Regions from separate parts of the Mus musculus genome. Here all the other regions are linked to region 2. The links are chromatin contacts, called in public HiChIP or PLAC-seq and promoter capture Hi-C maps. All regions are on one chromosome and are shown on one strand. Each heading gives the region's core, a stretch centred on a gene start, on an enhancer-like site or on the middle of the called end of the contact. The rest is flanking DNA. Distances are from core to core; before and after follow the strand shown.

Evidence for each region. Promoter capture Hi-C pulls out the DNA fragments that hold promoters and counts their contacts. HiChIP or PLAC-seq counts read pairs in DNA pulled down with a chosen protein or histone mark. Capture Hi-C pulls out chosen DNA fragments and counts their contacts.
Region 1: a contact with region 2 is called in a promoter capture Hi-C map of 3T3-L1-derived adipocytes, with 2.6 times the contacts expected there. The contact joins the promoter of Tfcp2 here to the promoter of Smim41 in region 2. A contact is called at or near these places in 2 of 39 promoter capture datasets (3T3-L1-derived adipocytes and liver) and 1 of 115 datasets of contacts at active chromatin or transcription factors (memory CD8 T cells).
Region 3: a contact with region 2 is called in a promoter capture Hi-C map of liver, with 12 times the contacts expected there. The contact joins the promoter of Krt18 here to the promoter of Smim41 in region 2. A contact is called at or near these places in 11 of 39 promoter capture datasets (the SN4741 cell line, cranial neural crest, embryonic stem cells and 6 more), 16 of 115 datasets of contacts at active chromatin or transcription factors (astrocytes, craniofacial prominence, embryonic basal ganglia and 10 more) and 1 of 9 other capture datasets (embryonic stem cells).
Region 4: a promoter capture Hi-C map of 3T3-L1-derived adipocytes shows a contact between it and region 2, with 12 times the contacts expected there. The contact joins the enhancer-like site here to the promoter of Smim41 in region 2. A contact is called at or near these places in 22 of 39 promoter capture datasets (the 3T3-L1 cell line, 3T3-L1-derived adipocytes, the C10 cell line and 13 more), 4 of 15 datasets of contacts at CTCF or cohesin (the NIH/3T3 cell line and embryonic stem cells), 9 of 484 Hi-C or Micro-C datasets (the C2C12 cell line, the G1E-ER4 cell line, the N1E-115 cell line and 4 more), 25 of 115 datasets of contacts at active chromatin or transcription factors (DN3 thymocytes, the HPC-7 cell line, T-cell acute lymphoblastic leukemia and 16 more) and 3 of 9 other capture datasets (adipose tissue, liver and pancreatic islet).
Region 5: a contact with region 2 is called in a promoter capture Hi-C map of 3T3-L1-derived adipocytes, with 3 times the contacts expected there. The contact joins the promoter of 5330439K02Rik here to the promoter of Smim41 in region 2. A contact is called at or near these places in 4 of 39 promoter capture datasets (the 3T3-L1 cell line, 3T3-L1-derived adipocytes and liver), 1 of 484 Hi-C or Micro-C datasets (the G1E-ER4 cell line) and 1 of 115 datasets of contacts at active chromatin or transcription factors (microglia).
Region 6: a contact with region 2 is called in an H3K4me3 HiChIP or PLAC-seq map of embryonic basal ganglia, with 5 times the contacts expected there. The contact joins the enhancer-like site here to the promoter of Smim41 in region 2. A contact is called at or near these places in 10 of 39 promoter capture datasets (the C10 cell line, the HPC-7 cell line, cranial neural crest and 5 more), 1 of 15 datasets of contacts at CTCF or cohesin (large pre-B cells), 1 of 484 Hi-C or Micro-C datasets (embryonic stem cells), 19 of 115 datasets of contacts at active chromatin or transcription factors (acute myeloid leukemia, astrocytes, bone marrow-derived macrophages and 16 more) and 1 of 9 other capture datasets (liver).
Region 7: a promoter capture Hi-C map of liver shows a contact between it and region 2, with 2.9 times the contacts expected there. The contact joins the promoter of Zfp740 here to the promoter of Smim41 in region 2. A contact is called at or near these places in 8 of 39 promoter capture datasets (the 3T3-L1 cell line, 3T3-L1-derived adipocytes, the C10 cell line and 4 more), 2 of 115 datasets of contacts at active chromatin or transcription factors (astrocytes and large pre-B cells) and 1 of 9 other capture datasets (liver).

The regions. Positions count from the first base shown.
Region 1 is chr15:100,550,376-100,554,002 of GRCm38.p6, forward strand. Tfcp2 (transcription factor CP2) reads right to left here and starts at 1,633. Exons shown (of 16, transcript NM_033476.3): 1 at 1,535-1,633; 2 at 950-1,106. The coding sequence starts at 1,071.
Region 2 is chr15:101,290,881-101,294,656 of GRCm38.p6, forward strand. Smim41 (small integral membrane protein 41) reads left to right here and starts at 2,345. Exons shown (of 2, transcript NM_001369218.1): 1 at 2,345-2,752. The coding sequence starts at 2,375. The coding sequence ends at 2,644. It overlaps Atg101 (autophagy related 101), which reads left to right. Exons shown (of 3, transcript NM_026566.2): 3 at 1-54.
Region 3 is chr15:102,026,765-102,030,201 of GRCm38.p6, forward strand. Krt18 (keratin 18) reads left to right here and starts at 1,452. Exons shown (of 7, transcript NM_010664.2): 1 at 1,452-1,910; 2 at 2,702-2,784; 3 at 3,059-3,215. The coding sequence starts at 1,515.
Region 4 is chr15:101,983,120-101,986,693 of GRCm38.p6, forward strand. It overlaps a transcript of Krt78 not described here. Among named protein-coding and RNA genes, the nearest start is that of Krt8, 19 kb to the right of the region's middle. Within about 2 kb of position 1,297, at least 318 of the 459 cell types and tissues checked have an H3K27ac peak or open chromatin away from gene starts, as enhancers often do. A contact at or near this core is called in 3T3-L1-derived adipocytes, the C2C12 cell line, DN3 thymocytes and 25 more, where this site is marked.
Region 5 is chr15:100,467,076-100,470,827 of GRCm38.p6, forward strand. 5330439K02Rik (a long non-coding RNA gene) reads right to left here and starts at 1,292. Exons shown (of 3, transcript XR_001781773.2): 1 at 1,226-1,292. Letmd1 (LETM1 domain containing 1) reads left to right here and starts at 1,936. Exons shown (of 9, transcript NM_134093.3): 1 at 1,936-2,170; 2 at 2,610-2,761. The coding sequence starts at 2,049.
Region 6 is chr15:102,050,256-102,053,706 of GRCm38.p6, forward strand. No RefSeq gene overlaps it. Among named protein-coding and RNA genes, the nearest start is that of Gm41405, 6.7 kb to the left of the region's middle. Within about 2 kb of position 1,981, at least 147 of the 459 cell types and tissues checked have an H3K27ac peak or open chromatin away from gene starts, as enhancers often do. A contact at or near this core is called in astrocytes, craniofacial prominence, embryonic basal ganglia and 11 more, where this site is marked.
Region 7 is chr15:102,201,464-102,205,428 of GRCm38.p6, forward strand. Zfp740 (zinc finger protein 740) reads left to right here and starts at 2,182. Exons shown (of 8, transcript NM_001289691.1): 1 at 2,182-2,339; 2 at 3,108-3,623; 3 at 3,766-3,842. It overlaps Csad (cysteine sulfinic acid decarboxylase), which reads right to left and starts at 3,589. Exons shown (of 18, transcript NM_001359126.1): 1 at 2,676-3,589; 2 at 1,674-1,797; 3 at 981-1,111.

The DNA.
Region 1 (3,627 bases), core at 383-2,882, 740 kb before region 2:
ATAGAGAAACCCTGTCTCAAAAAAATAAATAAATAATAAAAAAAATTCCAGCTTTCCCTAAGCTGTGATTCCTGAGAGGAAGAAAACTCCCAGCAGTGGGGGGCAGTGTTTCCCACCCATCTTCCCTAACAAAAGGATATTTCTGCCTGATGCATAGGTGCTTAGGAACATCAAAAAGTTATCGGTGCCATTTTTTACTATGTAGCCAAACATGGTCTTGAGCTCCTAATCCCCCTCTTGCTGAGTGCTGGGTGCTGGTATTTCAGTTGTGCACTAGTACTCTCGTCTTTCTTTTGTCTTTTTGTTGTTGTTGTTGGGGTTTTTTTTGTTGTTGTTGTTTTTTCAAGACAGGGTTTCTCTGTGTAGTCCTGGCTGTCCTGGAACTCACTCTGTAGACCAGGCTGGCCTCGAACTCAGAAATCCGCCTGCCTCTGCCTCCCGAGTGCTGGGATCAAAGGCGTGCGCCTCTTTGTCACTTTTTAGACATTCTCAGCTCAAGTTTCCAAAGACAGGAACCCTGGAAGAAAACCTTAAAACAAGTCTGTTGTAAGAGACAGCTGTCTGTGGACTTCTTGTCCAAGGTATCCCATCTCTTCCCAACAAGTCGTCAACCTTGAACCTCAGTTCCCAGCTGCCGGACTTCTTTAGATATCCCTCAACTGCCCCTTCTTCACGTGAATCCAGACATACCCAAGCATACAGTCAGTGTCCAAGTCTCCTACACCATCTGGATGCAAGGGCCCTACAGAGTTGACTCTAGAGTCTTTCCTGTCCTCCCATACCACTACTACTCAAACCAGAGGATGGGGGAGGTAGGGAGGTGTAAGGGGGGGGGTAATCTGCCCACCAAGCTGCAGGCTGTTCTCTTAAACTGTACAGCCGCCCTCCCACCTTTCAAGATCCTGCCTTTGTTATTAAGAAGGTAAGGTCTGGGAGGCATCTCACTCACCTCATACTATAAGCACCAGCACCCAGTTCCTGGCCAATGCCGGACAGGCTAGCATCAAAGTCCTGCACAAGCCCCGACTCGATCACTTCGTCGGCTAGCGGCAGCTTCAGAGCCCAGGCCATCCCGGCTCCTTCCTTGCCCCAACAGGCGCCGGCTCCTGTACAAAGGCGCGGAGCGTAACTCTACCCGGCAGACAGCACAGTGGAAGTCAGCTACAAACCCAGCTCCTCGCGCAGCGCCCCAAGCCTGACCTACGGGCTGCACCCTGGCTACTCCTCGGGAGCCCCGGTGACAGGAATCCCTCCCGTTCGGCTCTCGGGATCGTGAGGCACCAGGTCCCGCCGGAGCTCAGCCGGACTCGGGCTCTCTGAAGCCCACCGGTCGGTCGCTCGGCGTCCTCCGCTCAGCCTCAAAGCGGAGACGCGCAGGACACCGGGCGCTCCGAGCGTCCCCTCCGCCCCCCTAGGTGGAAAGCTCCTCCCTCCGGGCATCCGCACTTTCCCTCAGGCCTCGCTTCCGGTCAACCAGATAACTTCCGGTCACCGATTCTTCTCCCCGCCCCCCCACTCCGCTCTCAGCACAAACCCAGGGTTCCTCCGAGCCGTCCCCACACCCTCCTTAGCCACCACGACCGCCTGGAAGCGTGGACAGCGAAAGTTCGGCGCAGACTCGAAGCGCAAACCCGCCCCCAGCGCCAACCAATCAGGACGTCCGCTACGGCCATGGCGCAACGTCACCATCCATCTACCAATGAAGAAGAGACTGGTTCTGTCTTCGCAGCGGTGATAGGCTATCGACGCGAAGGCTTCCGCCCCCGGAGTAGTGGGCGGGCTCAGTGCTTAGGCGTGAACCCGGGTCGCAGGCTCTCGGTCCTGACAGTAGAGCAGAACTGCGGTTCTATCTTTCCGCTTCCCGCTCCCATTCCCGGAGGGACTTTCGTTCCCGTGTGTCCAGTCCTAAACTCTCCCCATTTGCCTTCCCTTATCTTCACCCTTCTCCCTAAGGCATTCGCGCAGGAAACAGGGAAAACTATTGGGGTTTTTGTTGATGTTCAGACGGGGTCTTTAGGTAACTTTAGCTGACCCAGAACTGAGAGATCCACACCCCCAGCCTGAGTGCTAGGATCAAAAGCGTGCACACTACACCTTGCTTGTTGTTTTGTTTCTGTTTGGTTGGTTCTTTGATGTTTTGTTTTTGTTTGTTTTAGGCAATGATGAATGAGTGTTGGGGAAAAATCTGCAGAGCAAAGTCAGAGCTGGCATCTTTATTTATAGTATGATAACTTAAGAGTATTCTCCAAGAGATTGAATTTACTAAACTGTAAATCAAGAACAACCATAGCCAGGCATAGTGGTTCATGCCTTTGATCCCAGCACTCCAGAGACAGAGGCAGGCAGATCTGATTTCCAGGTGAGCCAGGGCTAGATAATGAAGACCCTGGAGCAGGAGGTGAAATCATACCTCCTCCACCTTGCTCCTGAGGATTAATTACGGCCATTTTTAAAATTAAGCACGGGCAAAATACCTGTATGCTATGAACAGTATTGCAGAAGTCCTCAAGACAGGGTTGTAATCCCTTCCTAAAAGGGCATTGTGTGTTCCTAAAAACCTAGCACTCAGTAGGCTGAGGCAGAAGGATCTCCACAAGTTCAAGAACAGTCTAGACTACATAGCAATTTCCATAACAGCCAGGTCTACCTAGCATCTCTAGTCATTGTTTGCTCGTTTGTTGAGACAGGGTTCTTTTTGTCGCCTGGGCTGTCTTGGAACTCTGTATACCACTAGGGTCCTTAGGTCACCAGACTGGCCTTGAAGTCAAAAGATCTGCCTGCCTCTGCCTCCCATCTTAAAAAAAAAAAAATTCTAAAGGTAAATGTCACTTATTTTACCAAACAGAAAGGTAAGGCTAGAACTAAATTGTCATGATAAACATGCCTCTGCCGGCCAAAGACATCCCCTGTCTGTGGAAGTGTGCTTCGTTCTGTATGCCAACACAATATCCTTATAGTCTGCTTTGACTTAGATTTGTATATAACTACTTCTCCCACTGAGTTTCTACCTCAGGAGAGATAGGGAAATGACTTGGTATGGTGGCTTACATCTTTAATCCCTGAATCTAGGAGGCAGACACAGGAGAATCTGTGGGGTTTAAGGCCAGCCTGGTCTACAAGGGCTCCATAGATGCTGTGTTAAAGAAGAACAGGTAAAAGGCCCGGCCTTGTAGCATATTCCTGTAATTCCAGCACTGAGGAAATGAGGCGTAAGGATCATGAGTGCTTGCAAGGCCAGCCTGGGCTGAATAGGAAGCTGGTGACTAGCCCACAATCTAGAGTGAGACCCTGTCTCCAAAAGAAGAAAGAAAGAAAAAGAAAGGGGCAAAGGCTGGAGAGATGGCTAAGTGGTTAAGAACAAAAACTGAGTATGGCCGTAGTGGCACACACACCTTTAATCACAGCACATGGGAGACAGAGGCAGGTGGGTCTGAGTTCAAGACCAACCTGGTCTACAGAGCAAGTTCCAGGACAGCCAATGACACACAGAGAAATACTGTTGGCATATTTGTTTAGCAAGTTTACTGGGTTCTTATATCTACCATCCTTTCAACCCTTATTCCACCCTAATTCCTTCCAATCCCCCAACATGAGGTAGAAGATAAAGAAGATTAGAGGAGGAAGGGA
Region 2 (3,776 bases), core at 1,095-3,594:
TTCAAGTTCTACACTGTACTGTACTGTAGGGGTGCTGAATAAAGTTGAGGTGTGAGTTTGTCTCAGCTCTCTTGGCCTGTGTCCTGCCCTGAAACATGAATACTTTGTGGCATTCTCCTGAGGACACACATGTATGTTGAGGGCATTATTCAAAGATATGAGGAGGAGTGAGCTTATGCAGTAGAAGACAGGTTAAAGCTGATGTAGCCTGAGCTCTGTTAGACATTCATATGCATAGCTGTTACCCAGCCAGATGTGACCCTGACTTGTCCCGTGGATGGGGGCAGTGGGTGGTTTGTCTGTATAGAGCACACAGAGAATGGTTTAGCATGGGTATGTAAGCGAAGGCAGGACATGGGTTTGTTGTGTCCCGTGACACTGCTCTGGTTGGCCCGCCCCTCGCTGTTCCAGGGATGCTTGGGAACAAGCTCATTTCTACACAGGTCTTAACTAGACAGGGGTGTCTGCACAGGCCCGTCCACACAGGCCTATCAATCTACACAGGGGTGTCCACACAGGCCTATCAATCTACACAGGGGTGTCCACACAGGCCTATCCACACAGCCCCATCCACACAGCCCCGTCTACACAGGCCTATCCACACAGCCCCATCCACACAGCCCCGTCTACACAGGCCTGTCCACACAGCCCTGTCTACACAGTCCCATCTACTCTGTGTCTTCTTCTGAGCTTTGCTCACCTCTGAGGAGACTGAGCACTGCTGAGTGAGCTCCTGTGGGGAGGGACACTGAAGCTGATGCTGGCTGGGGCCTGGGCGTGGTCCTGGAGCAGGGCAGCTAGAGATGTGCCTGCATTCTCTGGCTGTTTTCCTGGCAGGGTCAGGTTTTCTGCTCAGCCTCCGGATGCTCTGGCTTGGCACTGAAGAAGGTGTCTTCACAAGTTTCCCTGGTGTGCTTTGGTCTAGGTGTGTCCTATCTTTTGTTTTGTTTTTGTTGAGGTGTAAGTTAGAGGTGACCCTTTCTTGTTTTGTCTTGTTTTTGAGGCAGGGTCTACATTGTCCAGTCCTGGGACTTGCTTTATAGCCCAGGCTAGCCTCAAACTCAGATCCACCTTGCTAGCTGGCTCTGTGATCTACTTGAGTCCGAAGTTTCTAGGTAGTCCTAGCTGGCCTCAAACTCATGCTATAGTCTGACCTTGGGATTCCGTGCTATTCTGACCTGTTTTATGTTGGGCTGGGATTTAAAACCTGAAGCTTCCTGTTGGACAAGTTGCTAGGCAGGCATTCTACCAACTGGGCTGTATCCCAAGTCTCTCCAGAGTGGCTTTATGTTTGAAATGGGAACTTGAAATTTGCTAAAGGATCTTGCAGCAGACCCGGGCAGGCTTCTCTGCCTGCAGATTGCACTGGACTTGACCCCTGGCTGTGTGACAGGTACCCAGCTGGCAGTGGCTGTGTAGACACCAAGACAGTGATGTGTTCACCCTCTGCAGAATTATGATTCCCATGAGGTAGGACCGTGGGCCAGATCTCTGCTCCCTTCCTAAATTGTTTCAGTTCATAATTACATCAGTCCCTACACCCCTCCTTGCTCTCTAGATCTGCTGTGTTCTCGGTAAAGAGGACTTCTTGGACAAGAAGACAGGAGAGAAGGAATGGAGGTAGGCCTTGCTATCTGGGTACTTCTAGCCATTCTCTCTGCCCTGGGGTCTGGAGTACTGTGTTCTGCCTGTCTGCCCTGAAGGAAGACTTTCCACCATTCGGACTGTCCTGTGTGTGAGAATTGTTTCAGGAACAGAAAGCTGTCTGTCCCGTGCTTTGCTCAGAGTGGTCAGCACTTGGGATGGGGTCTAAGAATTGTAGACACAGCTGGGCAGTCATGATGACCACCTTTAATCCCAACACTTGGGAGGCAGAGGCAGAGGCGCAGGGGCAGAGGGGCAGAGGGGCAGAGGGGCAGAGGGGCAGAGGCGAGGCAGAGGCAGGTGGATTTCTGAGTTCGAGACCAGCCTGGTCTACAGAGTGAGTTCCAGGACCGCCAGGGCTACACTGAGAAACCCTGTCTCGAAAACAAACAAACAAGAATCGTAGATGCTCTGAAAGCCCCGAGGATGCAGAATCTTGGCCTTTTTCTATGGAGGAAAGTCGTGGAAACGGGCCTTTTAGGCTTACCTGGCAATTTTGAATGATGGACATAGGTTTGGAGAACAGATAGGCTGGGCCTAAGGATCCAGCCTGTCAGAGAAGGACCTCGAGGCCACTCTGGAGGAGTCTGTCTAGGAGGGGCCTGAGCGCTGCTCTGCACGCACTTGGGTAGAGTGGGCGGTAGGGCCCTGGGAGGCCCGCCCCTTAGAGACTTCTGACACAGCCTCAACTCTCAAGGGTAGTGTGCACATCTGGGCAGCTGGTGGGAGCATGAACGGCTCACAGGTGGGAGCTGCAGCCAAGGCTGCCTGGCTGAGCTGCTGCAACCAGTCCGGGCTGCCACTCGGACCCCCAGAGGGGCCACGCATGGTGCAGGCAGTCGTGCTGGGCGTCCTGTCACTTTTGGTGCTCTGTGGGATCCTGTTCCTGGGTGGTGGACTCCTCCTCCGCGCTCAGGGCCTGATAGCCCTGCTGGCCCGAGAAAGGCATTCAACCCCCGAGGCTGAGCCTGGTGCCTGTGGAGGGGATGACGACTCCTAGGTGTCAGCTGCTCTTGAGATTCAGCCTGTTCTGTGCCACGCCATCCAGAGTTCATTTCTGTGAGGCACAGCGGAAGGTCCAACCCACAAGCTCTTATTTCCCGCACAGGTGAGAGCCTTGAGACACAGGGAGTCTGGGGTTGGGGCTGCGTGGGGTGGGCACAGTGATGGTCTCTGTTCTCATTAGGTGGACATCACTGGGTACAGACAGCTGCTCAAGGCCAGGGTAGAGCTGGAGGTCCCTGTGCCTCTGAGGCACAGACAGCCTTCGTGTCCCTTATGCTAAAGGAGGGAGGCCGGAGAGTTCTGTGAATGGGAGCTCTTTGTGTACCTATGTTTCCCCGTGTTCTGCATCTGCCCAGGTTAACTTGTGGTCTGCTGGACTCAGCAGGACCCTCTGTTCTAGAGGCTAATACAACCCAGCCTGAGCTCTCAGCTTGCTGCTGTCTCCTTCCCAAAGCTTCTGTCCAGGGAGGGAGTGGGCAGGCTGGGGCCCACCGGAGGTGAAGGTAGAGGAGAGAGATTCTTCACTCCCATTAGAGGTACCCCTGGTTGGGTGAACAGTGGGGACAGAGAGATGTGCCAAAGACTCCTCTCCTGGCTCCCCGCTCACGTGTAGCTCAGCCAGAAGCTTTGTGTGCTGTGTTGGGGGTGGGGACAGCAAGGTTTCGTGCAGGAGCATATGCGGAGGAAGGAGAAGGCTGAGTACTCCCAGCTGTGGGGGCTGCGTCTGGGTCTCCCGCCTCTAGCTCTCTAAGGACAGGAACCATCTGGAGAGAAGGGTCTGGGTGGCCCAAAGGACAAAGTAACTCCAGTCCAAGGCCACCTCAGGCTGAACCATGAAATGGGGGTGGGGGGTGCCTTTACCATCCCATTGATATTCAGCTGTGTGTAGGGGCTACTGGGGACGTCTGTGAGTGGCCGTCTCTTGGCGACTCTCAAGGCTCCTACTTTCAAGTTACCGCCAGGAATACGGTGGTGCAGGATGCCCGTGATGATGGCCTGGTGAGGGGCTGAGGGTGTGGGTAGGTGGAGGTAATCTGCTGTGAAGCTGACGATGTGTGATCCTTGCTTAGCACCTAAGGGTTTGGCACCAATTCTGGGCAGCCGTGCCATGTTAGCCTCAAGAGTGA
Region 3 (3,437 bases), core at 202-2,701, 730 kb after region 2:
GAAAAACGGGCTCCTGGTGCTGACCGATTCCAACCTCAGGGTTTCTCCCTCCTCATTCAGCAGGAGTGGTCATCCAGCTGGCGAGGAGGGGGTGCGGGGGTGCAGAGGGGCTCTTTCCCCCAGAAAACAAGCTGGAAAGCCAGAAAGCATTATAAAAATTGACCAGGAAGGACCGAAGAAAAGGCCCGGGGAGCAGGAGAAGGGGACAGATGCAAGGGGGTGGCAGAGGTTGAGGTGGGGGATGGAGAGGCAGGCAATCTGGTTCAAACTTAGCTGTTTCTACATATCTGGTCTATGGACTCAGACCCCAACCTGTCCAGACACAGTATAATCTACAGGAAGGACAGTGGTTCTCTCTTCCTTGCTGTTCCCATAGCTACTAGAAGGTGTCTAGCAAATACTGGTTAAATCTATGTGCTCTTGGGTTGGCTGTGTTCTCAGCTGGTAAAGTGGTCTGCCTGAGGAGTATGAGGCCTTGGGTTTGGTCCTCAGCACCCTGTAACCTGAAAGTGATGGAGTCTCATGCCTGGGATCCCAGCACTTCAAAAGTGGGACGGGAAGATCAGGAGTTGAAGGCCATCCTCAGCTACATGGAAAGTTCAAGACCAGCCCGAGCTACATGAGACCCTGTCTCAAAAAAGAAGGAGGAGGAGGAGGAGGAGGAGGAGGTAAATGGTAGGTGTCCAGACATAGGGATACCTCTTCTACATAATCACAAAGGCCCCGATAAAGCCTCCAGGGAATGAGTTGAATGAGGACATGTGTACCCACGCGTTTGAGGATATGTATTTCCACGGTTCCCTATGGAGCCACAGCAGTGTCTTGGAACCATGGGGCCGGAGCAGAAAAACCAAGAGACCTGCCCTCAGGTTCGTGTTTCTCTTCTTTTTGAGCTCCCAATTTTCTTTCCCCAGGATTCCTGGGGTTCTAGGACTGCCCCCAGACTTAAGCTGGCGACATGCCACAAAATCTTCACCCTAGTGAACCCCTCTTCTGTCTGTGTAAATGGAGTTTGTTTGTTTGTTTGTTTGTTTGTTTGTTTTCGAGATAAGGTTTCTCTGTGTAGCCCTGGCTGTCCTGGAACTCACTCTGTAGCCCAGGCTGGCCTCGAACTCAGAAATTCGCCTGCCTCTGCCTCCCAAGTGCTGGGATAAAGGCGTGCGCCACCACGCCCGGAATAAACGGATATTTAAAACGCCATTTTTTGCCCTGAAAACAGACACTCAGGGGCTAACACCACCTGCTATCCTTTGTGCACCCCTTAGTTATCCACTCCCTGTGTCGGTGAGGATGGCAGGTATGCTGAGGGCGTGTGCAGAAGTGGAGAAGGGCTGCGACCTGTTAGGTCACAGGAATCCCGATCCTGGCGCCCCCGGCTCCGGTGGCTGGGGCGTGGCCTGCTGGGGGAGGTCCCTACCTCCTCCCGCGGCGATATAACAACAGGTCGAGGACTGCCACCCTCCGCGGCGGAACTCCTGTTCTGGTCTCTCGCTTCGCTCTCCTCTCCAGACAAGATGAGCTTCACAACTCGCTCCACCACCTTCTCCACCAACTACCGGTCCCTGGGCTCTGTGCGAACTCCCAGCCAGCGGGTCCGGCCTGCCAGCAGCGCAGCCAGCGTCTATGCAGGTGCTGGGGGCTCCGGGTCCCGGATATCCGTGTCCCGCTCTGTCTGGGGTGGCTCTGTGGGGTCCGCAGGCCTGGCGGGAATGGGTGGAATCCAGACCGAGAAGGAGACCATGCAAGACCTGAACGATCGCCTGGCCAGCTACCTAGACAAGGTGAAGAGCCTGGAAACTGAGAACAGGAGACTGGAGAGCAAAATCCGGGAACATCTGGAGAAGAAGGGGCCCCAGGGCGTCAGAGACTGGGGCCACTACTTCAAGATCATCGAAGACCTGAGGGCTCAGGTAAGGGGCCTAAGGGGGGAGGGGCAGTAGCTCCGGGCTGTTCTGTCTATCCAGTGTGCCCACACCCCCAAACTTGAATAGAGTGTGGGCTGTTGACTCCCTCCACTCTTTCCACATTCACCACATCCCCCCACACACACTCTATGGGACGGAGTTAGGAATACTCTGGACTCTCACCCACAACCTGTAGGAATTCCAAGCGTAGTGGTTACACACGCGAGCCGGCTTCCCCCAAGCAGTGTAGTGGGAAGAGAACAGGATTGGAAAAAAAATAAAATAAAAAGGTGTGTGTGGGGGAATCATAAAATGAACTCAGACACTCACTTCTTTTCCAGTAGGAACAGTTAGAGGGTTAAGCGGATGTGGCTAAGGCTGAGTCATCTAGGAGTAAACAGGAGCTTACCTGTAGGAGGGGCCAGCGGGACAAGTGGGGGGGGGGGGCGCGTCCCAGGACGGGGGGGGGGGGGGGGGTTAGCAGGTGCACCTGGAGAAGATGCCAGGAGAGGATCAGAGAAATCTTGTTGGAAGCTGCTCTTTTGTAAGCAATCCAGATAGTGCAGGCCCTGGCAGAGGGGCAAGGAATCCAGGAAGGGAGAGGAGGCTCAGGTGGGAAGGGAAGACAGAAATACACGCCTCTGACTGTTCCTGGGACTGGGATGGATTCACTGAAACACAAGACGTGTTTTCTCATCCCCCACTTCTCCACACACACACACACACACACACACACACACACACCCTCATGTGACCCGGAACTCTCAAAGCGACTCTCTCCACTTTAATCCACCCAGATCTTTGCGAATTCTGTGGACAATGCCCGCATCGTCTTGCAGATCGACAATGCCCGCCTTGCCGCCGATGACTTTAGAGTCAAGTAAGTCCGGGGCTGCAGCTGGAGCTAAGAATGGCCTACTCCCAGAACTGTATTAGAGTAGGGTTCCTTCCTTTCCGAAGTTTATTCAGGTTAGGGTTCATTGACTACTGAGTTAGCTCTTCATCTGTGCAGCCCAGTTTAAGCAAACGCTCCAAGGCCAAGAATCGTGCTAAGGGAATGACTCCGTGACTGTTTATGGTGGGCACGGGGCTAGTCTATGGAGGTGGCACTGGTTGAGAAGGTTCAGGCCCTCTGATCACCTCCACTCCTTCAGGTATGAGACAGAACTAGCCATGCGCCAGTCTGTGGAGAGCGACATCCATGGACTCCGCAAGGTGGTAGATGACACCAACATCACAAGGCTGCAGCTGGAGACAGAAATCGAGGCACTCAAGGAAGAACTTCTGTTCATGAAGAAGAATCATGAAGAGGTAAGCCGGGCCACTGACCAGGCCTAGGAGCTAAGGGCCAAGACTAGGCGGGCCAGGCTGCCCCCAAAGCAGCCTAGCATGGAAGCAGAAGCCCCGGCTGTTAGCCTGTTTTGATTAAGAGCAGAGCCATTGGCTCACACATGTTCTATGGCTCACCTAAGTTACACTATTGAGAGTCAAGATAACATTAAGCCAGTTAAGGCCTGGCTTGTGCATCACTAC
Region 4 (3,574 bases), core at 47-2,546, 690 kb after region 2:
CACATACAACCTCTACAAAAGCTTGCCTCTGGTCCCAAAGGCACGTGGTACTCAAGCACACGTACACACGTGCTCACACACACACATGCGTACACACACGCACACGTACACACGCACATGCGTACTTGCAAACGCACATGCGCACTCACACGTACACACACATATGTGCACACACACGCACATATACACGCACGCACGCTCACGTGCACGTGCACATACAAGTTCACTCCCTGCCAAGCTTCCCTGGATGGGAAGGCTGTAGCTCCAGAGGGCAAAGGAGATGCTTCCATTTAGACAGCAGGTGTTCAAGACCACCTCTCTCCTGCCAAGCACCCCTCCCCTCACACAGGTCCTGTCCTAGCTCCGTGTGAGTTAAGGGATGAGAGCCTTGTGGTAGATACAGGAAATGCAGGCACAGCCTCCAGGGCCATAAGACTTACAGAGAGGGTCATCTCTGAACTAAGAGACCAAGTGCCCACCGAATGGACAGGCAAGGCATTGGAAGTGTATTTGGGGTCAGGCATACACAGCCGCAAAGAGCAGATAGTGCGTGGTTCCTTCGAGGATCCTGACAGGAGCCCGGCTGCTTTTGGCAGCAGAGAGAAAGGAATGGCTGCATACGTGGTCTCCAGTCACGTGAGGCAGGCCCTTACGCTAGTGGCTTCCTGTGTGTTCCTACTCAGTAAAACGGAGTCACACACACTAAACTGGGAAGCAAAACATTTAAGGTCCACTCTGGCATGACCCCAACTGTCCTCTCTGAGACCCCAGGACTACAGGGAGCTGGACCTGTGATCTGGGGACTCACATAGGCCAACTAAGCCCTAGTAACTCAGGTGTGCCCTTCTGATGCCGCCATGCTTGTGCCCCCTGGAGCCTGGTCTACCTCCTTCTCCATCCGCCAGCCTTAGGAGGCATGGACCTCCAGCCTCAGCCTCCGAAGGCTCTAAAAATGTTGCTTGGCTCCAGGAGCTAGGTGCTGCCTCCTGCTGGACAGATGGGGAACAGCTAGCAAGTGAGGCAATGTGGCTACAAGCCCTTGGTGCCTCTCCTCTGGTATTTAAACCCGCAGTGCACACTTTCCTTCACAAACAAGGCTGCCCAGGACATCTCACATCTCTTGGCATTCAGCTCCACCTCCCACCCACACTACAACAATGCAAGGTGTGGGACTCCCGTGGATAGAGACTAAAATCCACACAAATGTCACTCACCACGTCACGTCCTACCCAAAACAATAGGAGCTTCCCCTGATTAGCACAAAACATGCCTCTGTAGCCAATGATAGGCTGTGACCAGGACCCGCCCCGATCTCGCTCATGGAATGGGAGCTGCACGTGGCTGGCAAGCTTGGCTCTGGGTTTCAGAGCAGTTTCCTCCGTGCTCCTCTGCTGCCCTCTAGTGGAAAGATGGTGTACTTCCGGTGTACTCAAAAAAACGTCCCTCCATCGCACAGCCTTTCAGGATCTAGACACCCTGAGCAGCAGACTGGGAGGAAACGTTGAAAATCCAAGAGCTTGGAAGATAGGTCACATCCTGGGAGCCATCGGTTTGACAGAAGACAGGTCTGGCCATTGGATTCTCTCATACAGATGTCAACCTGTGCAGAAGGCTCTCTAATGAAGTATTTAAGAACCCCAAAACGTGCATTCCTAGAACAAAACTGATTTTCTCTGGAATTAAGAAAGGAGAAATAGGGCTGGAGAGATGGCTCCGCGGTTAAGAGCACTGACTGATCTTCCAGGGGTCAGGAGTTCAGTTCCCAGCAACCACATGGTGGCTCACGGCCATCTGTAATGGGATCTGATGCCCTCTTCTGGTGTGTCTGAAGACAGTGACACCTTTAACTTTCTGAAAGGCATTTTAGTGCAGTTTATGTATAACGCTAAACAAAGACCACCGAGGTTTTTTTTTTTTTAATAGCTAGCCCAGGCTCCCTCTGCTGCATTTCTGTGTCCTGAATCCTCACCCACCCACCCCACTCCAAGCACTGTGCCCCAAGACCAGCAGTGATTCTCAAAAAAAGAGAGGAGCCAGGTTTTGCCGTGTGTTCCTGTTCAGGGTCCTGTAGAGCTGTCACCGAGGCAAGCTTGTCCCTCTGGCCTCTGTGTCCCTGCTTAGAGTCAATTTCCAGAAACAGTTTCTAGTGACCCATTCGAGGATGGCCAAGATGGAGTCCTTAAATATTTGGACTAGTGGCTAGCATTTTAAAATCAGGTTTCAGGCTGGAGAGATGCTCGGAGTTGAGGGCACTGGCTGCCCTTCCAGAAGACCCGAGTTCAATTCCCAGCCCCCACATGGCAGCTCACAACTGTCTGTCCAGCTTCAGCAGATCCAACACCTCACATAGACAGGCAGGCAAAACACCAATTTACATAAAATAAAAATAAATAATTTTTAAATAAATAAATATAGAAATCTGGTTTCATATAAAATTTCAGGTCTCTACTGCAAAGTTGAAACTTGTGGCCACTCTGGAACCAGATTCCTTGGCAGAAACCAGGAAAGACCACAAAAAACGAGGGCTGTGGCTGCCCACTCTCCTTAGCATTGAAAGATGCTGGTGGACACTGGCCAGACAGAAGAATAAGCCATAAATGAGAGCCACCAGTAGAACTTTGTGAGAGACTCACTGTGTATCTCTGGCTGTCCTGGAAATCACTGTAGTCTCCAACTCACAGAAATCCACCTGCATCTGCCTCCTGAGTGCTGGAATTAAGGTGTGTGCCGCCACTTCTAGCTTATAATCTTTCTGGCTTGTTTTAGACAGGGTCTCAGCCTAGGCTCACCTCGATCACTGGAGCTTCAACCCCCAAGTGCTGACACGGCAGACCTGGGACAATATGTACTGAGAAATTAAGTTTAAAATAATACTTTATATAACCCCATGTATCTTAAGTCTGAGTCTACATGCAACCAACCTACAAACATAAGTATGTGTGTGTAGTATATGCTCATGTAGATATGTACACATGTCCATACAGAGGTGGCTGTGGCTGTGACTGTGGGTGTGTACATGCATGTGTGTATGTACAAGTGTCTGTGCATGTGTGTGTGTGTGTGCACTTGTTTCTGTGATGCATGTATTTGCATGTGTGTGCATGTGTATATGTGCATTGTGTAGTGTGTACATGTGTGTATGTGCATGTATGTGCATTTGTATATGTACATATGTGTGCATGTGTGTGCATATGTATATGTGTATGTGTGTGTGCATGTGTGTGCACATGTGTATGTGCATTGTATATGTGCATGTGTGTGAATGTGTATGTGCATTGTATATGTGTGTGTGTGTTTGTGTGTGTGTGTGTGTGTGTGTGTGTGTGTGTGTGAAGACCAGAAGTTAACATCAGGTGTCTTCCTCTATGACTCTCCACCTTACTTTTTTTATTTTTATTCTTTTACACTTATATTGTGCAGACATACTTGTGTGGGCACACATCTGCCACAGCTCACATGTAGAGGTCAGAGGACAACTTCTGGGAATTGATTCTTTCCCCTCCACCATGTGAGTTCCAGAGATTCAGCTCGGAGTGGCATCAGGTAGGAGCACCTCACCTGCTTAGCCATCTCA
Region 5 (3,752 bases), core at 42-2,541, 820 kb before region 2:
GTATATTTCCTGTTTGTTTTTTTTTTTCCATTTTTTATTAGGTATTTCGCTCATTTACATTTGCAATGCTATACCAAAAGTCCCCCATAGCCACCCACCCCCTCTCCCCTACCCACCCACTCCCCTTTTATGGCCCTGGCGTTCCCCTGTACTGGGGCATATAAAGTTTGCGTGTCCAATGGGCCTCTCTTTCCAGTGATGGCCGACTAGGCCATCTTTTGATGCATATGCAGCTAGAGTCAAGAGCTCCGGTCCTGTTTGTTTTTAAATGTTTATCTTTGTGCATGTATGTGAGCATTCGTGTGTGGTTCGTCCGAGTGGATGTATAATGAATGCCACACGTCAGTCAGAAGACAACCTGAGATGTCTGTCCTGTCTGCCACTTTGGGAAAGGGTCTTTTCTCAGTCTCTTTTCCCTGCAGGGCGTTCCAGACAAGCTGGCCTCCGAGATTCTGGACATTTTCCTATTTCTACCTCTCACCTTCCCCACTGCAGTGCTGGGATTATAAATGTACGCACTGTGGGCTGGACAGAGAGAGACAGACAGAGACTGAGCTTGTGTGCACACACACTCGTTACCTGTATGTCAGTGGAAGGGGAATGGAAGAAGAAATACTCAGCAGCTATGTGAGGAAATGAATCCGTAGAATCCGTATCACATTTTTTCTTTTTGTAGTTTGTGTACATGTTTGCGCATGCCTGGTGTTGGATATGCACATATCTTTTTTTTTTTTTTTTGGACAGGGTCCCCTCTAACCCTGTAACTTGCTAACTTGGCTAGACTGGCTGGCTAGCAAGTGCCAGGGCTCCTCCTGCCTGGGTCTCAGCTCTAAAGAAGCTCCGGGTTCCCCTGCACAGAGGCCAGGACGTGGGTGTGTTGGGGGTGGGGTGGGGAGGCGGTCATAGGCACAGACCACCGTGCCCAGCTTTTGGCGTTAGAGTCAGGGATTGAACTCAGGTCCTTAAGCTTACTCAGCACTTTACCCAGGACGACCTCCCCCCCCCCGCCCCCCCCCCCACACCCTGGACTACACAAAATGCCCTCCCTTTAGTTTGTTCTCCCAGGCAGTGCCTTTCCATTTCTGTTAGAAAACCGTCTGTGACTGCGCTCGTGTCTCCTGGGAGTTCTATTAGCGAGCCGGAGACACCGTAGTTGAGGGACTTAGAAGCTACCTGAGAACCGAGAGAACCCATCTTTTGGTCATTTTCTATCCTACCTACCTACCTCCTCTTGCAGAGAACAGCTTTGCAACTGTTCAAACCACCAGCCCTCCAAACACGGAGATGTTCTACAGACGTGGGAGCTTTTGCAAACATGCAAACATTTCATCCTTCGATCTTCACAGAATTCTGCAACACAGGTACAACCCACATGAAGTTCACCGAAGTGACCTGTCCAAGGTCCCCCACACTAAACCTGACTGCAGACGCATGGCTTCAGCGTGCTTCACGTCCGTTAAAATGCCTATGGACACAAGAGGGCCGTCGACTCTCGCGGACAGCTGGACGCCTAGAAACCCTTCCGAGTTTCAAGTAGTCATTTCTCCAAAAAATATCCACCGCGCACCTACTCCGTGACAAGGGCGCGTGAGGACCAGAAAGCGAGGGTTGGAAAGGGGTTCTACACCTGCCGCCAGATTGATGGAGGGCGGAGCCCTGCCGGCCGCCGCCACTAGAGGGCGCAGCGCCACCCCGCGCCGCCGCCATCGGGGCCACGACCCCGGGCTCCCACAGAGGTCAAGGGCAGCGCCCGCGGCCCCGAGCCCCCAGGGACCGACGAGGGCACTGGGTTCCTCAAGGAGACGCCGTCCTCGGCTCACGATAGCGACCTCAGGCTGGGCCGGCGCTCGCTCCCTCGGGGAGGCTCGCTTCCGGTCCTGCGCGCGGAAGCGTCGCCGCGTCCAATCCGGGTCCCCGCCCGGGCTCGCCCGGGGGGCGCGGGGCGGCTCGCAGCCGCCTGTCGGCGTGGAGGGGCGGCGCGTGCGTGCTGCGGGGCGCACTCTGACCCGGAGACGACCTCTCTCCGCGCTCCCTCCCCTGCTGTGAAGATGGCGCTGTCCAGGGTGTGCTGGGCTCGGGCTGCTCTGTGGGGTTCGACTGTCGCCCCTGGACCCTTTGTCACCCGGAGGCTGCAGCTGGGCCGCTCTGGCCCTGCGTGGCGAGCCCCTCGGTGAGGGCCCTGGAGAAAGAAGAGCATTTTTGATGTAGAAGCCCTTCCAGCGGCTCAGCCTCCGCCTCTCGGGATCCCCTGCCTTGGGCCCTGGGTTTTGCTTTTCCATGCAGGATTCCCACCGAACGCCCGTCCCTGTCCCTCTCCGTACTCCGTGTCCACCCGATTGTCCCCGCACATCCTGAGCTCATCTTTCAGCTTCCCCTTCCCATCTCTCCATGGCTTCAGCTTGCATTCTCCTGGCCCCGCAGGCTTTGCGCACGCTCCACGCTCACACCTTTCTGCATGATCTGCCCCTCTCATACCAACCCTAACCCTGAGCTTGGGTTTTCAGAAGAGTTCTGGCAATCGCTCTCAGAAACCGTATGTTTACCGAGGGGTCCTACGTACCGAATGGCTTCTACTCCTTCGCAGATAGTCTCTTTGGTCTTCGTTGTAGGTCTTCAAAGCTTCACCTTTCTCCGAAGGCGGACGTGAAGAACTTGATTTCTTACGTGGTGACCAAGACAAGAGCGATTAACGGATCGTACCATCGTTTCTTGGGGCGTCATTTCCCCCGCTTCTATGCCTTATACACAACCTTCATGAAAGGTAAACGCTAACATTGAGAAGCCCGAATCTGCTCTTCTGCGTTAGTCACAGTCAGTGAGATTGCAATGTGCCGGGTCCGCTGCTGCGCTGTGAGTTGGGATGTCTTCTCTTCCGTCAGGGTTTGAGCATGAATTCTTACAAATTGTCACTGCCACCTCTTAAATATCCAGATGGATGTTATGGTAGACAAATCCTGACATCACTCGAGAGAGAGCAGAAGATGTAAATATATTCTCATTTCCTTAGAAATTCCTTGTCCTGCTCAGTGCAGACCAGACCCAGGGATTGTTATCATAAGGAAACCAGATTAAATGCTTTGTTTTAAACTCCTTAACACCAGGGCGTCATGGTCGATTAACCCTGAGAGCTCCCCAGCCAGGTAGTAACTCGCTGCTTCGTGGGGCGTGTTTATCACGTGGCCAGCTTAGATAACTTGTAGTGGAAATAGAACTGTAGACACTTGGTTTCTGAATGCTTCCACTCAAAGTGGAGGTCCGCTAGCTATGTTGAGATGATACCTATAATGTCACATGACAGCCCTGGAACCAAAATGCCGGATTCAAATCCCATTTGTGACTTAGACTGTGCACTGGCGCTAGTGACACTTACAGGGTCTTTGGTGTCTCATCTGTAAGGAGGTACTAGAACCTACCTGCTGATTACCTAGTTATGATTATTATTTAGTCATCTAGGAAGAGTGTAGCTCGGGCTGGCCTGGGGCTTTCTGTGTAGTGGAGGATGACCTTGAATTTCTGGTCTCTCTGCCTGCTGGGATGGTAATGCTGAGTGAGCCACCACACCTAATGGTGAAGAGTAGATCAACATATTTAAAAGGCTTAGAACATGGCCTCATTTATTTTAGTATGACAGCTCTATACCAAGTGTCCAATATGTGTTAACTTTTTCTATTGTTGTATTCTATACTTTTATCCACTAATAAAAAAAAATAGAACGTTGCCAACTCTGAATCTTACTCTAATCATTAGCGTCA
Region 6 (3,451 bases), core at 731-3,230, 760 kb after region 2:
CCATATAATTCCATGTAGGCAACATTCTTTTTTTGTTTGTTTGTTTTTGTTTTTTTCGAGACAGGGTTTCTCTGTGTAGCCCTGGCTGTCCTGGAACTCACTCTGTAGACCAGGCTGGTCTCGAACTCAGAAATCCGCCTGCCTCTGCCTCCTGAGTGCTGGGATTATAAACCCAAATGTTGAGCTCCTCATCCATGCCGATGTCGTGTGATATTGTGCTATAATTCCCCCCAGGTGTAACCATCAGGTCTGGAACTGCAGAGATGAGACAGGAGGATTAGGAGTTCAAGGCTAAGCTTAGCCTATGTAGTGAGTTCAGGCCCCTCTTGGGCTAGAGTGAAACCTATTTAAAAATAAAATAAATAAAAATTGGAGAAAAACTGGGTAAAAAAGTACATGGATCCCTGTTTTACCTCCTACAACTGCATAATTCTCTTTACAATGATGTCAAACTGCAATTTTAAACAGGATAGCAGAAACTGTTGGGAGCCGACTCTTAGCAGAAAGCGGCTATCATCTCTGCAGCCATCTTGGGCTATTTACTTACAGGTTGGAACTTTTCCACCCTGACGAGAGACTTGTTTTCCTAGCATGATGTTTTTGCAAGAAGCCCACCACACGCTGATAACATCTTGGTTTTCTCCTACACATCCTGGACCTGTGGTTACGTGTCTCCAGCTGCACTCCCTGACTTATGCTTATATGCCCATAGTTGCCTTTCAATAAAAAGACTTGAGACTTGATCAGATAGCCTGTCTTGTCTCCATTCTTCCAGTCTCTTGTTCCTCAGTCCCCACTCTCTCTCTCTCTTGCAGACACCATTGACTGACCTGCGGACCAAGAAACCGCAAGTTAAGAGCATTCGTATCAACATTCCAGAGGACCTGAGTTAGATTCCGAGCACCCACCTCAAGTGGCTCACAACTGCTTGTAACTCCAGCTCCAGAGCATCTGAGGTCCTCCATGGACACACACACACACATACACACACACACACACGGACACGGACACGGACACGGACACACACATGTGACACACACATATAAACACATATACTCATATACAAGATGGCTCAACAAAGGTGACTAGTCCCAAGTCTGACAACCTAAGCTCCCTCCAGGGACCCTCGTAGTGGATAGATTCCCAACTGCTCAAGTTTGTCCTCTGACCTCTATACATGCACCAAGGCCTATGTACACAGACACACACACACACACAAATAGATAAATGTAATTTAAAATGTTTAATAGTAAAAATGAAAATATATAAAGATTTTGTATTTATCACATACCCCCAGCTTGTGAGGCTCGAACTTACAGACTTTGTCAAACTATAACAGAATTTGTGTTTGAGACAGGATAGCTTGCTCCCTAGGCTGGCCTTGAACTGGCTATGTTACCAAGGAGGACCCAGAACCTATCCTCCTGGTTGCGCATGCTGGGGGTGGGAGGATGGGATTTTCATTCGTGTGCCACAAGATTGATTTAAAAACAAAAAACAAACAAACAAACAAAAAAACCCGACCCTTACATGAGCACGCACTCCAAAATTATTTAATTCTTCTTTGGGTAATTATGATAACAAAGAGCTCCCACGAACTTTTCTTGGGAAATTGGTGTGGGGTTGTTGGAGCGCAAGACTCGAAGGTTCTCTCCAGTCCAAGAGCTATCTGGAAATCAGAAGATCCTTCCAGCTAGGGACTGTCGGGAAGCGAAGAAAGGAGGCGCAGAAAATGTGCCCCGAATTCCAATAGACTCAATGAGACCAGGAGCCTGGAGTTGCTGAGCTGCGGCAGCGGGGGGGGGGGGGGGGCGCGGGGGGGAGCGCGGGGGGGCATTTGGATCACGGCATCCATGCGCCACCTTCTGACTACAGAGCATGCGCAGCTGAGCCGGGAGGCAACCCGCCCACCATGCACCCCGTACCCAGAGTCCCAGGACGCGGTGAGGCAAAGGGAGGGCAGGCAGAAACGCGGCTTCCCCACGCGGTTTGGGTCGGGACTGACTGAGCATGGCGCAGAGCCCAGGCTGCTCTTTAAGCAGGTGCGCCCTTCCAGCCCCGCGGCCTCACTCCAGCTCAGCTTGGGTTCAGCACCTTTCTTATCGATCATTTTGGCAGTGGCTCCCACCTGGGCACAAGCCCGTTTTCTCTTCCAGTTCCTCGTTGCCCCTCAGCGGCGCCCAGCCAAGAGTGGGGCTAGTGAGAGGTAATCCCATCACTTCCACGTGTAACCCCAGCACTTCAGACAGACAAGTAAATCTCAAGAGCTGCCTGGCCACCCAGCCTAGTCAGGCAGCTCCAGACCCTGTCTCAGGAAACAAACAAAACAAAACAAAAAGCAAGTGAATGGGCTAGAGAGATGGCTTTGCTTGGTGGTTTTGAGCACTTCTTGCTCTAGCAGAGGATCCAGGCCTTAACCCCAGCACCCACAACTTTCTATAAATCCACTTCCAGGGGATCTGCCACCCTCTTCTGACCTCCATGTGGTGAACATACATACATGCAGGCAAAATATCCCTACACACAAAATAAGTCTTTAAAAAGTGGAGGAGGCGGGCTGGAGAGATGGCTTAGCGGTTAAGAGCACCAACGGCTCTTCGGAAGGTCCTGAGTTCAAATCCCAGCAACCACATGGTCTGAAGACAGCTACAGTGTACTTACATATAATAAATAAATCTGAAAAAACAAACAAACAAACAAAAAGTGGAGGAGGGTAGCAAGTCAGGCTGTGGTTGCTCATGCCTTTAATCCCAGTACTCAAGAGACAAGGCAGGCGGATCTCTGTGAGTTTGAGGCCAGCCTGGTCTACAGAGCGAGGTCTAAGACAGCCAGGACTACACAGGGAAACCCTGTCTCAAAAAAACAAAAACACAAAAAGAGAACATTGACTCCTAGGGAACAAAATTTGAGATTGATCTCTGGCCTCCATATAAACATGCATACAGGGCTGGAGAGATGGCTCAACGGGTAAGAGCATTGACTGCCCTTCCAGAGGTCCTGAGTTCAAGTCCCAGCAACCATGTGGTGATCCACAACCATCTGTAATGAAATCTGACGCCCTTTTCTGGTTTGTCTGAAGACAACTACAGTGTACTTACATATAATAAATAAATAAATCCTTTTTTAATTACTTTTTTTGGTAAAATGCATAGAAAAAAGTAAGGTATATCAGGTGAGAATATATCTTGTGTGAAAAAACAAATTATTATTCTTTTATGAAAATACATATGTGTATATTGTATATACATACATTTGTATATTTCATTTTACTTTATGTGTATGAATATTTGCCTGCATGTGTGTTTATGCACCACATGAGTGTCTGGCTCCTGATGTAAGTCAGAAGAGCGTATCAAATCCCCTGAAACTGGAGTTACAGATGGTTGTAAACCAGTATGTGGGTGCTGTGAACCAAACCCAAGCCCTCTACAAAACCAAGCCGTCCTAACCA
Region 7 (3,965 bases), core at 932-3,431, 910 kb after region 2:
AGACCATGAATTCCAACAAGTCCCACTATCAAAAATATAACAACAGGGACTAGAGAGCTGGCTCAGCAGTTGAGAGCACTGGCTGCTCTTCCAAAGGACCTAGGTTCAATTCCCAGCACCCTTGTGGTGGCTCATATTGTTACTTCAGGTGGCCCATAAGCATCAGTAACTCCATTCTAAGTATATTCCACACCCTTGCCTGGCCTCTAAGGGTACCAGGCACTCAAGTGTTACACAGACATACACGTAAGCAACACATGCATACACACATAAAAACAAAAAATTTAAATATCTAGTAATAAGAAACAATAACAAGAGTGATTATCTTCAAGAGCTTGGCTAGAAGAAAAAATTATGTAGTTTTGTATTCTATAGACTGGCAATGGATTAGGTGGTTCTTTGTTTTCTAAAGATTGTGGGGGCTGGAGAGATGGCTCAGTGGTTCAAATCCCAGCAACCACATGGTGGCTCACAACCATCCGTAATGAGATCTGACTTCCTCTTCTGGAGTGTCCAAAGACAGCTAGAGTATACTTACATATGATAAATAAATAAATCTTTAAAATAAATAAACAAACAAACAAATAAATAAATAAAGTTTGTGTATCTCTAGCTGGTAGAACTTGCTATGTATACCAGGTTGGCCTTAAACTCACAGGGATTGGCCTGCTCTGCCTTTCAGGTGCTGGGATTAAAGATATTTGTCACACTCCCCTGCTTTTTTTTTTTGTTTTTTGTTTTGTTTTTTTATTTTTCCAAGACAGGGTTTCTCTGTGTAGCCCTGGCTGTCCTGGAACTCACTCTGTAGACCAGGCTGGCCTCGAACTCAGAAATCCACCTGCCTCTGCCTCCCAAGTGCTGGGATTAAAGGTGTGTGCCAACAACACCCGGCTACACTCCCTTGCTTAAGCTAATGTTTAAAACTGTATGATTGTTTCTGATGTGACTCTGTCCATGCAAGTTCAAGAGCCTGTACACACCTGGACTGCTTATTCCTTTAGAAGCAAGGTCTCTTCCCCAACCTGGGGCTCTAATTTTCTCAGTTAAGGTGGAATCCAGCAAGTCCAGGGGATTCTCCAGTCTCCACCTTTGTCAGAGCAGGCTTGTTAACCTGGAAAACAGAATCCAAACTCTGGTCCTAGTTTCCCAGCAAGCACTCTTAACAGCTGGGTCATCTCTTCAGGTCCCTACATTTGTTTTAAAAACATTCCTGGTGACATGTCTCTCCATTTTATGTCAGTTTCAGAATGACCCTAAGGGAAATGGAACTTACTTTAGTGGTGTAAAAGGTACAGGACTGTGGTTAGGAATCCATATGCTTTTTGGATAGTGTCTTACTGTCACTTAAACTCACCAGACAGCAGTTAGAATAGAAACTGGGACTTAAGTGGAATTCACGTTTCCTTCTGCCAAGTGTGCACTTAGAATAGTCCTATCTTTTAGCAGAACTCCTCTCTAATGCTACAAGTGGGGCGCTAGTATTCGAGGATAGGCTCAAATTTCCAAAGGGGGCCTGGCCCAGAGGACAACACGCACTTCCAAATCTCCAACAAGACTAGTCCACTGAAGGGAAAAAAGGCCTTTTCTTGAAAGGAAGCCTAGTTTGGCTAGGTCAAGACTGCGGGGCCGGAGCACGTTTGCCTTGGCTATTGAGGGAACTCACTGAGACTCACATGCAGATTGTGGTTTAGTGTGTACCGCAGGACTGCGCAACGGCTCAACTCTCCTCCCAGCTGACCTCAGTCTGCAGGTCTGCACCCCACAGCAGCAGGCACCGGAAAAACAGACCTCACCAAGCTTTAAAAAAAAGATCAGAGGTACGAACTGTCCCGGCTTCTACCTGGGGCGTCAGGAGAGAGACGGAGATTCTGCAAGAATCAACCAGCGCACCTAGCGAACCTTCTCAAAGAACACTCAGTACCTAAAGGTTCCCTAAAGGTTCCAGGCGAGCCTGGGAGCTGCCCTCAGTGAAGATGGCGGCCGGGGCGCTCGCGCGCCACGGCGCAGGCGCCGCCCTTCGCACCACCCTCCTCCGGTCCTCCGGGCCGTCCCCCTCCCGCTCGCCAGCTGCAGCTCTCCGCGCGTCCCCAGCCTCACCCCTTTTCGGAGGGCCCCCCCTCCTGTCCCGGCTCCGGAGCCCGGAAGTGGATGTGGCCGCTTGGCAAAGAGGGGGAGGGGGACGGAGAAGTGCTTCCGGGGAAACGGGCCCCGGGTTGGTGTTTGTAAACTTGCCTCGGTCCCGACGCGGGGAGCGGCGGCCGCGGGCTTGGCACGGGGTGCCTGGGGCCTGGAGGGGGCGCCGCGCGGCGGAGGAGACGGCGGGAGGCCGCGCCAGGCAGGTAGGCGCGCGCCGCGGGGAGGCAGCGTCGAGCGGGCGGGCGAGCGGGCGGACAGCAGCTCGCAGGCCGTGGGGCGCCGCGCGCGAGGGGGGAGGGGAGCGCGGCGGAGGAGGGGCGCGCGGCGGAGGGAGGGGGCGCGAGGGGAGGGCCGCCGCCGCCCCGCCCCCCACCGCCCCGCCGGGAGAGGGGGCCTTGCCCGGGAAGGGGGGGGGAAGCGCGGGCGCGAGCACGCAGGTCGCGCGCGGCTCGGCGCTCCCGGGGCTGCGCGCTGCGGCTGCCTGCAGAGCGCGCGCACACACGCCCGCCCTCCGCCTCCGCGGCGGCGAATTTACGAACCTTCGGGCGGACTCCGAGCGACGCTCACGTGCGGGCACTGCCAGCCACCCCGGCGCTCGGCGGAGGCCTCCCGAGCTTCCTTCCAACACAGTTCTGCCCTCGTCTGTGGAGTGCCAGCTTTGCAGGCCGGCCCACTCCGCACAAAAGCCCCAAAGGGCCTCCGCCCCCTTCTTCCGTTCCTAAGATGGCAAATCCCAGCTCTTACTCTCTTGGCAGATCCTCTCTATAGGAGGCCCAACTTACTTTTGCTCCCGTTGGCTGCTCTTTCGGCCCAGGAGGCCAGTTTCTTCTACTGACCTAGAAAGAAAGCTCTCGACTCATGTCCTCCTTTTGAGCTTCAGAACGCCCAGCAAAATAAGTTGAGGGAGCTTCGATCGTTGTTTGGCCTGAAGATGTTACACCTAAGGGCCTCATCTCCCTTTCTGGTTTCAGGTTTCTGGAACAGACCTAGAGCTTCACCAAGAGAATTCAACTTGGAAACCAAGACTGGTAGACTCTCGTTTCTTCCGACAAGAGGCAGAAGTCAGAGAGAGACTGCGGATTCTTGGGACACCTGTTTTCCTTTTGGAGGACACCGAGTTCTTTGAGAAGACAGTTCAATATGGCAAAGGAACTGAAAGAACGGGGAGGAGCCGTTACTGTGATTTGGTGACGGTTCTTCAGACAACCAGTGTCTTAAGGAAAACTGGGACAGAGAACTTCTGAACTTTTTGGGTTCGTTAAGTGAGAAGTCAGCATGGCTCAGGTAAAAAGCTCTCGAGTCCTCCTTCAAGACCGTTCACTGGGAAGCCTCTTTGCAGTGTCACCCTTGAATTCTGCCTTAGCCAACAGTATTGACCATCCCCAGTGAGCCGAGCTCTGTATTAAGCGCCAGGGGGAGATCTAGAGGAAGGAAAGGAGACAGGCCACAGCCCCTGCCTTCAGGGAGCTTCCAGTCAAATGAAGGAGGTAGGCTATATATCACGTCACAGGCACTGATGGGCCATTGGCAAAGCACCTTGTACCCGGTGTACTTTTGGTACGTGAAGTACTCGGGCATAAGGGAGTGTATAGTCTGGTGAATGCTTCATTTGTTTTTTTTTCCCAACAGGAATTTTATTGAGCTCCTGTTACATGCACGGCATTGTGTTTGGAATACAAAGATGAATAAGATTGCCCTTGTCCCCAGTAAGCTCCCAGGCTAGTTGGGGGGAGGGGGAGGGATGACGGCAAGACAGTCTGTTATTTATTATTTTTATATTCACGGTGCCCTGCGTGATAGCTGGCTGGTACTAGAGACTCTGAATCAGT